3 separate regions of the Mus musculus genome follow, and regions 1 and 3 are each linked to region 2. Evidence: chromatin contacts called from public HiChIP or PLAC-seq and promoter capture Hi-C data. All regions are on one chromosome and are shown on one strand. The core of a region is the stretch at or near the end of the contact, and the rest is flanking DNA. Distances in the headings are between cores, read along the strand shown.

Region 1 (3,573 bases), core at 468-2,967, 510 kb before region 2:
GCTGACCCCTGGGGCTTGCTGGCCAGCCAGTCTACCTCAACTGGTGAGCTCTAGGTTCAGGAGAGAGAAACCCCACCTCAAAAACTACGATGGACAGTGGCTGAGGAAGACAGCTGACACCGACCTCTGGCCTAAACTCACCACATGCAAGCATGCTCTTGCATGCACACAGGCATGCAGCTGTTCCTCTACTCCATGTGTCCAAAGCATTTCTAAACACTAAACCCTAACTGCAGATGACAAGGCCAGATAATTCCAAACTTCCAAAGAATTCTTCCATTATTCCAATACCTTCAGCTCTAAGGAGAAGAGATGGGCAACTAGGCTGGAGAGAATGGCTCAGCAGTTATGAGAATGCAAATAATCTTCTTTTTATTTTTCTTTTTAAAAAAGATTTATTTATCTTATATATATGAGTACACCGTAGTTACCTTCAGACACACCAAGAGGGCATCGGATCCCATTACAGATGGTTGTGAGCCACCATGTGGTTGCTGGGAATTGAACTCAAGACTTCTGGAAGAGCAGTCAATGCTCTCTTAACCTCTGAGCCATCTCTCCAGCCTGCAACTGATCTTCCAAAGGAACAGAGTTCAGTCCCCATCACCCATATCAGGCAGCAACTACCTTTAACTCCAGCTCCAAGGGGTCCAACTCCCTCTTCTGGCTTCTACAAGCAAGCACACGCCTGGCCTACAATCACACAGACACTGCCCTGGTTAATCTTCGTCACCTAAAAACAAGCTAGAGGACCTCAACTAAGGAAATACCTCGAAGAAATTGGCCCGTAAGCATTTATGTGAGAGGGCACAGCCTACTGTGGATGGTGCCACCCTGGGCAGGTGATCCCTACTGGTAGAAGAAAGCAGGTTGAACAAACCACGAGGAGCCAGCCAGCATCTACAAGGTTCCTCCATGGCCTCTTCTTCAGTTCTGGTCTCCAGATTCCTGCCCTGACTTCTCTCCGAGATGGACTACAACTGTAAGCTGAAATGAACTCATGCTTTTCCAGGTTGCTTTTCATCATGGTGTTTTTATCAGAGTAATAGAAAGCAAACTAACACATACATACATACACATAAACAAAATAATGATAAATCTTAAAAAGAAATAAGATGACATTTTCCCACCACTACCACCACCACCTCAACCAAAATGTCCCCATCCAGAAAATGGACTTACCAAAGAGAAAACGAAAGACAGCCAGGTTTGCAGGGTCCGTTGGTTTGTTAAGCAGGGTCACGACACTCTGCCAGCTAGATAAATCTGTCCATTCAAACCCTAAAATTTTCTCCATTCGGCTGCCCTGTTTCAGTCCTGATGTCTGTGCAGACTTGTTTTTCTGTACTTTATCTACAAACCAAGACCTGGGGTCAAAAAGTGCGTGGGAAAACCGCAGTCCCTACAGTCTAGGACCTCCACCCACTGGGTTCTTCCACTGATCCAGCTCCTGCAACCTTCTGAGTCTCAGGTCATCCAAGATTCTCCTACGATCTTCCAACACAGACCGCCATCTCTCTCAATAAGCCACTTCCCCACTAAGACCACCGTGCCTCTCGCCAACCCTCAGCCTACCTGAGGCGGGAGCAACCAGTGCGGAGCCGCGGTGCACAGCCATGACTGCAGGGACAGGTGAGCCTCTCTGCAGCCAGGTCGGACCCAGTGGAACCTCCAGACTTAGACTTGCTGTCTTAGGCCCCGCCTCCTCGACACGTAAGCACTCGCGCGGACGGCCGGAAAGCGCCCGCACTGTCGTGAAGGCCGGAACCCCCGGCCCCGCACTGAAGCATAGGGGGCGTGGGCTAGGAGTGTGGGCGGGGCGATCCTGAGCCGAGCCCTGAGCTCAGAGACCGGGTGGGTATGAGGACCTTTGGGGATGGGCAGCGCAGGCGCTTGCTAAATCTAACTTTGGCATTGAGAGGAAGGAGTGACAGTTTTCAGAACAAGTGTCTCTCTCTATACTACTAGCTATCCCATCACATACTTGAACTTCAATCTCGACGCCTGCTTTGCTGTTTTTAGATTGGATCTCTTTTTGTAGTTTTCTCGCTTATGTAAACCAGACTGGCCTCAAATTCACCTGCTTCTGCTTTTGGAGTGCTGGAATAAAAACACTCACCACCATGCCTGCTTTTGAGACCGAACTAGCCTCGAACTCCCAGCAATCCTTCTGCCACTCTGCCTCTGTCTCCCACATTTTAGGATTTAAAAACTAAGAATTATACTTTCCTAATTTCATTGAGTCCTTCCCGAACCCCATCAGGAGTCTCCAGGTTTGAACATCCCGTCCCTGCACCCCCTCCCAAAAAGTCGCGAGGTGCAAAAGGGTAGACTTTTCTGCAGATGTGGGTTGGGGAGTTAAAGACGCACTTGGAAGGGGCTGGGGAGATGGCTCAGCATTTAAGAGCACTGATTGCTCTTCCATTGATCCTGAGTTCAATTCCCGGCAACCACATGGTGGCTCACAACCATGTGTAATGGGATCCGAGGCCCTCTTCTGGTGTGTCTGAAGGCAGCTACAGTATACTTATATACATAAAATAAATAATTTTTTAAAAGATTTATTTATTTATTATATGTAACTACACTGTAGCTGTCTTCAGACACTCCAGAAGAGGGCGCCAGATCTTGTTACGGATGGTTGTGAGCCACCATGTGGTTGCCGGGAATTGAACTCAGGACCTTTAGAAGAGCAGTCAGTACTCTTAACCCCTGAGCCATCTCTCCAGCCCAAAATAAATAATTTTTTTCCATTTTTTATTAGGTATTTAGCTCATTTACATTTCCAATGCTAAACCAAAAGTTCCCCATACCCACCCCACCCCCCAATCCCCTACCCACCCACTCCCCCTTTTTGGCCCTGGCGTTCCCCTGTACTGGGGCATATAAAGTTTGCAAGTCCAATGGGCCTCTCTTTGCAGTGATGGCCGACTAGGCCATCTTTTGATACATATGCAGCTAGAGACAAGAGCTCCGGGGTACTGCTTAGTTCATATTGTTGTTCCACCTATAGGGTTGCAGTTCCCTTTAGTTCCTTGGGTGCTTTCTCTAATTCCTCCATTGGGGGCCCTGTGGTCCATTCAATAGCTGACTGTGAGCATCCACTTCTGTGTTTGCTAGGCCCTGGCATAGTCTCACAAGAGACAGCTATATCTGGGTCCTTTCAGCAAAATCTTGCTAGTGTATGCAATGGTGTCAGCGTTTGGAAGCTGATCATGAGATGGATCTCTGGATATGGCAATCACTAGATGGTCCATCCTTTCGTCATACTTCCAAATTTTGTCTCTGCAACTCCTTCCATGGGTGTTTTGTTTCCTATTCTAAGAAGGGGCAAAGTGTCCACACTTTGGTCTTCGTTCTCTTGAGTTTAATGTGTTTAGCAAATTATATCTTATATCTTGGGTATCCTAAGTTTCTGGGCTAATATCCACTTATCAGTGAGTACATATTGTGAGAGTTCCTTTGTGATTGGGTTACCTCACTCAGGATGATGCCCTCCAGGTCCATCCATTTGCCTAGGAATTTCATAAATTCATTCTTTTTAATAGCTGAGTAGTACTCCATTGTGTAAAT
Region 2 (3,341 bases), core at 257-2,756:
ATCTATCTATCTATCTATATCATGTTCTATTTACTTAACCCTAAAAAGGAAGGAAGTTCTGATCTATTTATCTATAATTTTGAGGACAGTATGCTAAATGCATTGGCCAGTTACAAGAAGTCGGGGCTGACTGACTCCTTTTACTTGAATAGGGGCCTGAACAGTCAGAATAACTGAAATAGAAAGTAGACAGGTGGTTACCATGCGGCAGGGGCAGGGAAATGAAGACTGACTGATTACATATGGAGATTGCAATGGCAAGATGTGTCCTAGAGGGGGTAGTGCTGATGTTACCAGTGTGGTCTACCTTTTTGTTTGTTTGTTTTTTTATTTTTCGAGACGGGTTTTCTGTGTCCACGAAGCTCTGGAACTGACTCTGTAAGACCAGATTGGCCTCGAACCCACAGAGATCCTCCTGCCTCTGTCTCCTGAATGCTGGGAGGGTTTGTTTTGTTTTGTTTGTTTTTTCAAGACAGGGTTTCTCTGTGTAGTCCTGGCTGTCCTGGAACTCACTCTGTAGACCAGGCTGGCCTCGAACTCAGAAATTCGCCTGCCTCTGCCTCCCAAGTGCTGGGATTAAAGGCGTGCGCCACCACTGCCCGGCAATGCTGGGAGTTTTTAATGCATGTTGAGTTATTAATGGGAGTCTAAGAAGCGTGTATGCTATCGTGATCAAAAAGCATTAGAGAAGAGTCCCCAGGACTTCATAGCCAGGGTCTTGATCCAAGATTTAAAAGTTCATCATCGCTTGGACCAGAGGAGACTAATTAGGAAGTTGATAAGCGTGTGATGTAATGTGATTATAAATGACATAAAACTAGTTGATTAATGAGGAAGATGAACAGATGAAAATGCAGCAAGCGCATTCCTTCCCATTACCAGCAAGCAAGCACTAGGCAGCCAGCCCCCCACCCCCCACCCCGACCCCGCCGCCCCCGGACTGGCTCGGCTCAAAGCCTTCTGGGAATCGTAGTTCCCAGCTCCAACTTCCACAACCCTGTTCTACACGCATCCCACTAACTCCTTACTTGAGCTCTTCGGCCGAATACATTCCGAAGGAAATGCCCTGAAGCCGCCTCCATGGTGTGTGCTTGGAGGCCAGCATCTTCCGAGTCAGTTTTGAGGTCCGTCACTACGAGAGAAGTTCCAGTCAGCCGCAGAGAACGCCACTTGAGTCTTGTAGCGCAGAGCCACCATGTGTTTTTCCACTGCGCTTGCGTGCGAGAACCGCGGCTTGGCAAATTGGCTTGGACGAGTTCATTTTTGCTTTCGGGGTGGGTAAGGAGTGGAAGAAAACTGTCTCAAAACCCTCCTTCAGTTTAAAAGCAAAATTACACAGGAGACTTTAGAACAGCATTTCAAGTAAGTTTATTCGAGGTGAACGATGTGTACTGAGCGTTCCGCTGCTAGTCTAGCCAAACAGGACCTTGTGACCACCCGTTTGGAGATGAGACGTTCCACGCCAGCCCCGCCCCTCGACCCTGGAGGCGGAGGTCGTTCCCGACGTGCTCCGCGAAGAGTCCAAAGATGGCGGCGGCGGCGGTTGCAGCTCGCCGCCTGTCCTTTCGCAGCGGGCTTGTCTTGCTGCAGACCACTCGGGGGACGGGTGTGTGTGAACCGAAGGTCTGTTGCAGGTAAGAAGACCCAGAGTCATTTTGGTCTTGCATTTCCCTGAGAGTCGTGAAAGTAGGTAAGATGCAAAGGCATTTGTATGGTCGAGGCCCGGCCCTCTCAAGGGTAACACGAGGTAGCGTCGTATTTAGTGATCTTTAGATCTGCGAGTTCGGGAATTCTTTCGGAAAATTTTTATTGGTTGGTTGCAATACTATGTATAGCCAAAATTACCCTTTAAACTAGGGCCCTGTTCTCGTGAAGTTTACATTTCCGTGAGTGCCGCTACAAGCCCCTACACAAATTTCTTTATCACCCCCCCCCCTTATTCATTTTAACCCTGCAAAAAAGAAAGGGCAAAGTAACAGATCTTTCACAAATAAAGGGCAGGCTAATATTACCAGTATGGACTGAACGTTATGAGAACCTTCAGCTAAGAATAAGCTAAGACTTTAGTAAAAGCAGAAAGCCTTAAAACGTCTGACCCCATTCTTTCCATCTGGTGGTGTTGCAAATACTTATGTAATTTCTTTGTACATCCTTCATGCAGTGGCCTGGTGGAAATAGGAGGTGGTTTTAAGTCAGTTGTAGAGTGGATAATTAGCTCATACGATGTCTTTGGACCAATACAAAAAAATAAATAAAACTGGGTTACAAGTTTACACTACATCTAAATGCCTCTATAAATGTGGCTCAGAATGTGTGCATGCGGGTGGAGCTGAGTCAGCAGAGCTAGCGGTAGGAGCTGAGCTGAGGCCATCAGGGAGCAGTGCTAACAGTGGGATTTTTGTTGTTTTGTTTTTAATGCAGATTTTATGCTGGAACTGAATCCCTCCCAAAGGTTGAAGGATCAGATATAACAGGTATTTTTAAAACTATGGAAATAGAAGTTTTTAAAAATGAAAAGACATTGTATTTCTTTGTGTTGTTAGAAAATTGTTTATTTTTATTTTTTTTTCTACATAAGGGATTGAAGAAATAGTCATTCCAAAAAAGAAAACATGGTGAGTATTTTGCTATTCACTTACCAGGTGATTGGGTATTTACTGTAAATAAAACATAAGGATTTAAATAGTGCCTAGCACATAGACAAATACCATGTTAGCTGTTATTTTTTAAGTCTTGTTATATAATTTTATGTGTAAACTATACATTTAATTTATAAGTGAACTATTAGGTGTACTTTTGTTTCATTTGGAGTGGCTATTTGATATCATTGTATAAATATGATTAGATTCATTTGTTTCCCTGCATAAGAATAGGAACAGTGGCTGACCATGGTACCATACTCCTTTAGTCTCAGGAGGCAGAGGCACAGGGATCTCTGCATAGTAGGACTAGTGTACCTACTGAGTTCATACAGTAATGCCCTGTCTTTAGAAACAAGAATAGGGATGAGAGAGCACTGGAGCTAAGAGTAGGGACTGGGTTACCTGTGAATACAGCATTCCAGCGTACGCCCCTTTGCACACCTCTATATCCAGAAAAACGACAAGAAATGCAACAGGAAGAGTATTTACAATGTGCTACAATCTAGTTGTCACCTGCCTGTGTTGTATCTTATAGTCCTATATGTATGCAATTTTACCCGTATAGATAGACAGAATTTAGGTATATATTGAGTGTTGTTTTGTAGTGACATACTCCTGTAGTCCTAGCACTCAGGGCAGAAGTTGGAGGATTGTCACGAGTCCCAGGCCAGCCAGCCACTTATTTAAAATTTCCCTTTT
Region 3 (3,407 bases), core at 887-3,386, 470 kb before region 2:
AAATTCACATGGCCTTCTTTTTTCTCTTCTTTTCTCCTCTTTTCTTTTCCTTTCTTTTCTTTTCTGTTGTTTTCTTCTCTTTTCTCTTTCTTCCTTTCTTCCTTTCTTTCTTTCTTTCTTTCTTTCTTTCTTTCTTTCTTTCTTTCTTTCTTTCTTTCTTTTAATAGACAAAGTCTTACTTTGTAGCCTTGAAGCCTAGGTTAAGCTGTCCTGGAATTTACTATATATGACCCAGGCTGGTCTCAAACTCAGTCAATCCTCCTGCCTCATCCTCTTAAGTGTTAGGATCACAACCATAGCTACAGAGCCAGCTCAGTTTTCTGTTTGGTTTTGTTTTATTTTGTCTTCGGGCAGGCTCTCATGTAGTAACTGCTCACATTCATTAGACAGCAGGCCATGGCTGTGAACCTTGACCCTTCTGCTGCTGGCTCGCCGATGCTGCCATCTACCACCAAGTCTGGTTTGTATGATGCGGGACATCAAACCCAGGGCTTGGGGCAAAACAGGCAAGCCCATCCCCAGCATCCATTTACAATTGAGTTTTTGCCTTAAAACTAAAGTCTTTTTAAAAACTCTTTGTTCTTTAAATTATTTTTATTTTATGTGTAAAGATGCTTCCTCTGCATGTGTGACTGTGACCATGTGTGACACGTGTCCTTGGAGGCCAGAACAGGGCATCGGATCCCCCGGAGCTGGAGTTAACAGACCGCAGTGAGCTGGCATGTAGTGAGCTGGCATGTAGTGAGCTGGCATGTAGTGAGCTGGCATGTAGGTGCTGACAATTAAACCTCAGTCCTCTGGAGGGGCAGCCAGGACTCTTAACTGCTGAGCCGTCTCTGCGGTCTCACATTTTAGCCTTCGATTAAGCACATAAAACAGCACCACTTAATATATTCCTCCGTGAGCTTTTTGTGGAATTCAGAGCACAGCGTATCCTTTACAAGTCTTCAGGCTTTCTGCACCTTTTGCACAGTTCTTTACAAACAACCTCATTTTAACCTTGAAGTTGGCCTGAGGCTGGGACGGGCCAATGAGATTAAGGAAAGGACTTCTCAGTTCCCAGTTCTGCAAGAAAAGCCGCAGTTTCCTCGGCATCTCTCTTCGTCAAGAACTCCATCTTCCTCACCTGTTAGAGGACCATCCCGCAAGGCCCACACCAGGAATCTAAGAGAAAGTGTGTGTTCTCAGGCTGGGCAACACCTGTTTGTTTTCCTTGCAGCAGCTTGCAACTCTGTCCTAAACTCATGCTGTGAAACTCTTCAAGACAGTCTGTGTAGTTTGTATTTTATTCTTATCCAAAAGAGATGGTCTCTGCTTGAGTACCACTTTGGAAGCTGGCTCCCATCTTCTCCTTTGCCTCTTCTGCCTCTTGTTGGTTCAAAACTTGAGATCCATCCACACACCATTGAGACTTTTAGCTCACAGAAATGTCTGCAACACTTTAGCATTTTAAAAATCTTCCTCCCCCAATGTATGGAGATCAGAGGCCAACTTGCAGGAGTTGGTTCTTTCCACAACGCGAGTCCATTTTTTAAAAAGATTTATTTATTTATTATATGTAAGTACACTGTAGCTGTCTTCAGACACTCCAGAAGAGGGCGTCAGATCTTGTTACAGATGGTTGTGAGCCACCATGTGGTTGCTGGGATTTGAACTCCGGACCTTCGGAAGAGCAGTCGGGTGCTCTTACCCACTGAGCCATCTCACCAGCCCTAGCTTACCATTTTTAAGGGTATAACTCGGTGACATACAATGTATTCAGAATACTGCCTGTTCCGTCTGTAAATAATCAGAACTTTGGAGTGGTTGGTGTGTTTTTAATTTCGGGTGAGACGCACTCACCAAGGTGGCAAATACTTCTGGCTTGTTCATGTCAGCTCCAGCACATAGCTCCCACAGATGCTTTTTGCATGACGGAATGACGCCTCCTGGGCTAACTCCTGATGCAGCCCCAGATCCAAGAGACATCGGTCCCCAATTCACCAGGCTGGGGTGTCATCGGAAATCGGACGCCTGTGGCCCGGTAGGAGGCGCCCCACGGGTCCTGTCACCGCTTTCGGTTTGCCCGGGACGGGCACCTCTGAGAAGGCGCGCCCCCCTCCCTCTTGGGCTGCGGGCCCGCCCCGCCCCACGGCTTCCTCCCGGGCCGCGGGCACTGAGGCCGCTCGGGGCAGAGGAATCGGAGCCGGCGAGCAGGCAGCGGCGGCGGCTGCGGAGGCAATGGTGAGACGGGCAGGGGCAGAGGGCGATTGTGCAGGGGCAAAAAGCAGGATTCTGAACCCCAGGGGCATAGGTCACGCTGGTCGCACGGACTAGTCCCCAACTTTGCAGGCAACCGGGGAGGGAGACTTCGGAGTGCGCCCCGTCGGGGCAGAGTGAGCGGTGCTACAGCTTCCCACGCTCCTGGAGCAGTTATCAGCTCCCGGCAATACCGGGCAAGTTACTTAACCTCCACGAGCCTCCTTTTCCGCGCAGTGAAGTAGGGGCAGCAATACTTACCTTGGTGGGTCCTTGAGAGGTTAAAGAAGATGTTTATGGTCGCTGCTGCCAGGCACTCAGAACCCTTTGCTGAGAAGTGGTAGGTAATGCGATGACCTCTCCAGCTCTTCCCCAGGCTAAGAGGAGCCAGAGCTGGCCCAAGGGTTGGAAACCTGAGCAGATGCCTGGTAGAGGCCCCGTGCTGACGTGCTGACAGATAAACACTTCCCTGGGGGAAAAGAGAAAATAAGTTGTTTACTATAAAAGTTCCATGAAGTTATCCCTGTGACCCAGCCTGCTGACTCTTTCCTAACCTCTACCTAGTAACATAATCATGAGTTGAGTCACCTACATTCACTCCTGCTGCAGACTTGCCATTTCCAAGACAAAAGTGTCAGGGACCACTGATGCCTGGATCCCACCTTCCAGGGCTCCTGGGAAGGTGGCCAGACTGGAAGCAAGTTTAGTACTCTAAGATGGGATGGATGTGGCCTGGCTAGGGGTGGCAATGCCTGGATGGCCTCATCTCTAGGGAACTGGAGGCAGGAAAGGGAAGTGTGGCAGGAAGGTAGCCCTAAGCTTTGAGGCCACACCAGGAAACCGAGGGAGGCTCTGAGAATGGGCTGGAGCTGAGAGCCCACTTCCGAGAGTACAGGGCAGAGATGGTCTTTCAACTGGCTCTCAGCTCTTGAGGAGAAGTTCTGAAAAGAAGGCTGCGCCAGGTTAGGTTATCTGGCTGTTCAGGAGAACCTTGGGGGTTCAGAGTCTGGGGGATGCATTAATTTTATCCCTTCAGCCTGTCTCCAGCTCCATCATCTATCTCTTCTTCCCTTGTCCCCCTTTCTGTCTCCAGCTCTTTCCTCCTGCATCCCATCCCTCTGACTACCATATATACCCCCACCCCCAACTGATTTCCCTTTCCTTTCCCT

What was found. Promoter capture Hi-C pulls out the DNA fragments that hold promoters and counts their contacts. HiChIP or PLAC-seq counts read pairs in DNA pulled down with a chosen protein or histone mark.
Region 1: a contact with region 2 is called in a promoter capture Hi-C map of erythroid cells, with 3 times the contacts expected there. The contact joins the promoter of Ggcx here to the promoter of Ptcd3 in region 2. A contact is called at or near these places in 2 of 39 promoter capture datasets (embryonic stem cells and erythroid cells), 3 of 115 datasets of contacts at active chromatin or transcription factors (embryonic stem cells, microglia and stem cell-derived neural progenitor cells) and 3 of 9 other capture datasets (embryonic stem cells, liver and pancreatic islet).
Region 3: an H3K27ac HiChIP or PLAC-seq map of microglia shows a contact between it and region 2, with 6 times the contacts expected there. The contact joins the promoter of Vamp5 here to the promoter of Ptcd3 in region 2. A contact is called at or near these places in 9 of 39 promoter capture datasets (the 3T3-L1 cell line, the C10 cell line, the HPC-7 cell line and 3 more), 1 of 484 Hi-C or Micro-C datasets (CD4 T cells), 6 of 115 datasets of contacts at active chromatin or transcription factors (acute myeloid leukemia, bone marrow-derived macrophages, microglia and 3 more) and 4 of 9 other capture datasets (adipose tissue, liver, macrophages and 1 more).

Annotation. Positions count from the first base shown.
Region 1 is chr6:72,412,452-72,416,024 of GRCm38.p6, reverse strand. It overlaps Ggcx (gamma-glutamyl carboxylase), which reads right to left and starts at 1,717. Exons shown (of 15, transcript NM_019802.5): 1 at 1,576-1,717; 2 at 1,183-1,353. The coding sequence starts at 1,618.
Region 2 is chr6:71,906,927-71,910,267 of GRCm38.p6, reverse strand. It overlaps Ptcd3 (pentatricopeptide repeat domain 3), which reads left to right and starts at 1,506. Exons shown (of 24, transcript NM_027275.3): 1 at 1,506-1,634; 2 at 2,422-2,474; 3 at 2,579-2,615. The coding sequence starts at 1,528. Polr1a (polymerase (RNA) I polypeptide A) reads right to left here and starts at 1,215. Exons shown (of 34, transcript NM_009088.3): 1 at 1,029-1,215. The coding sequence starts at 1,105.
Region 3 is chr6:72,379,197-72,382,603 of GRCm38.p6, reverse strand. Vamp5 (vesicle-associated membrane protein 5) reads left to right here and starts at 2,136. Exons shown (of 3, transcript NM_016872.4): 1 at 2,136-2,223. The coding sequence starts at 2,221. Gm52494 (a long non-coding RNA gene) reads right to left here and starts at 3,322. Exons shown (of 3, transcript XR_003956310.1): 1 at 2,831-3,322; 2 at 2,500-2,707.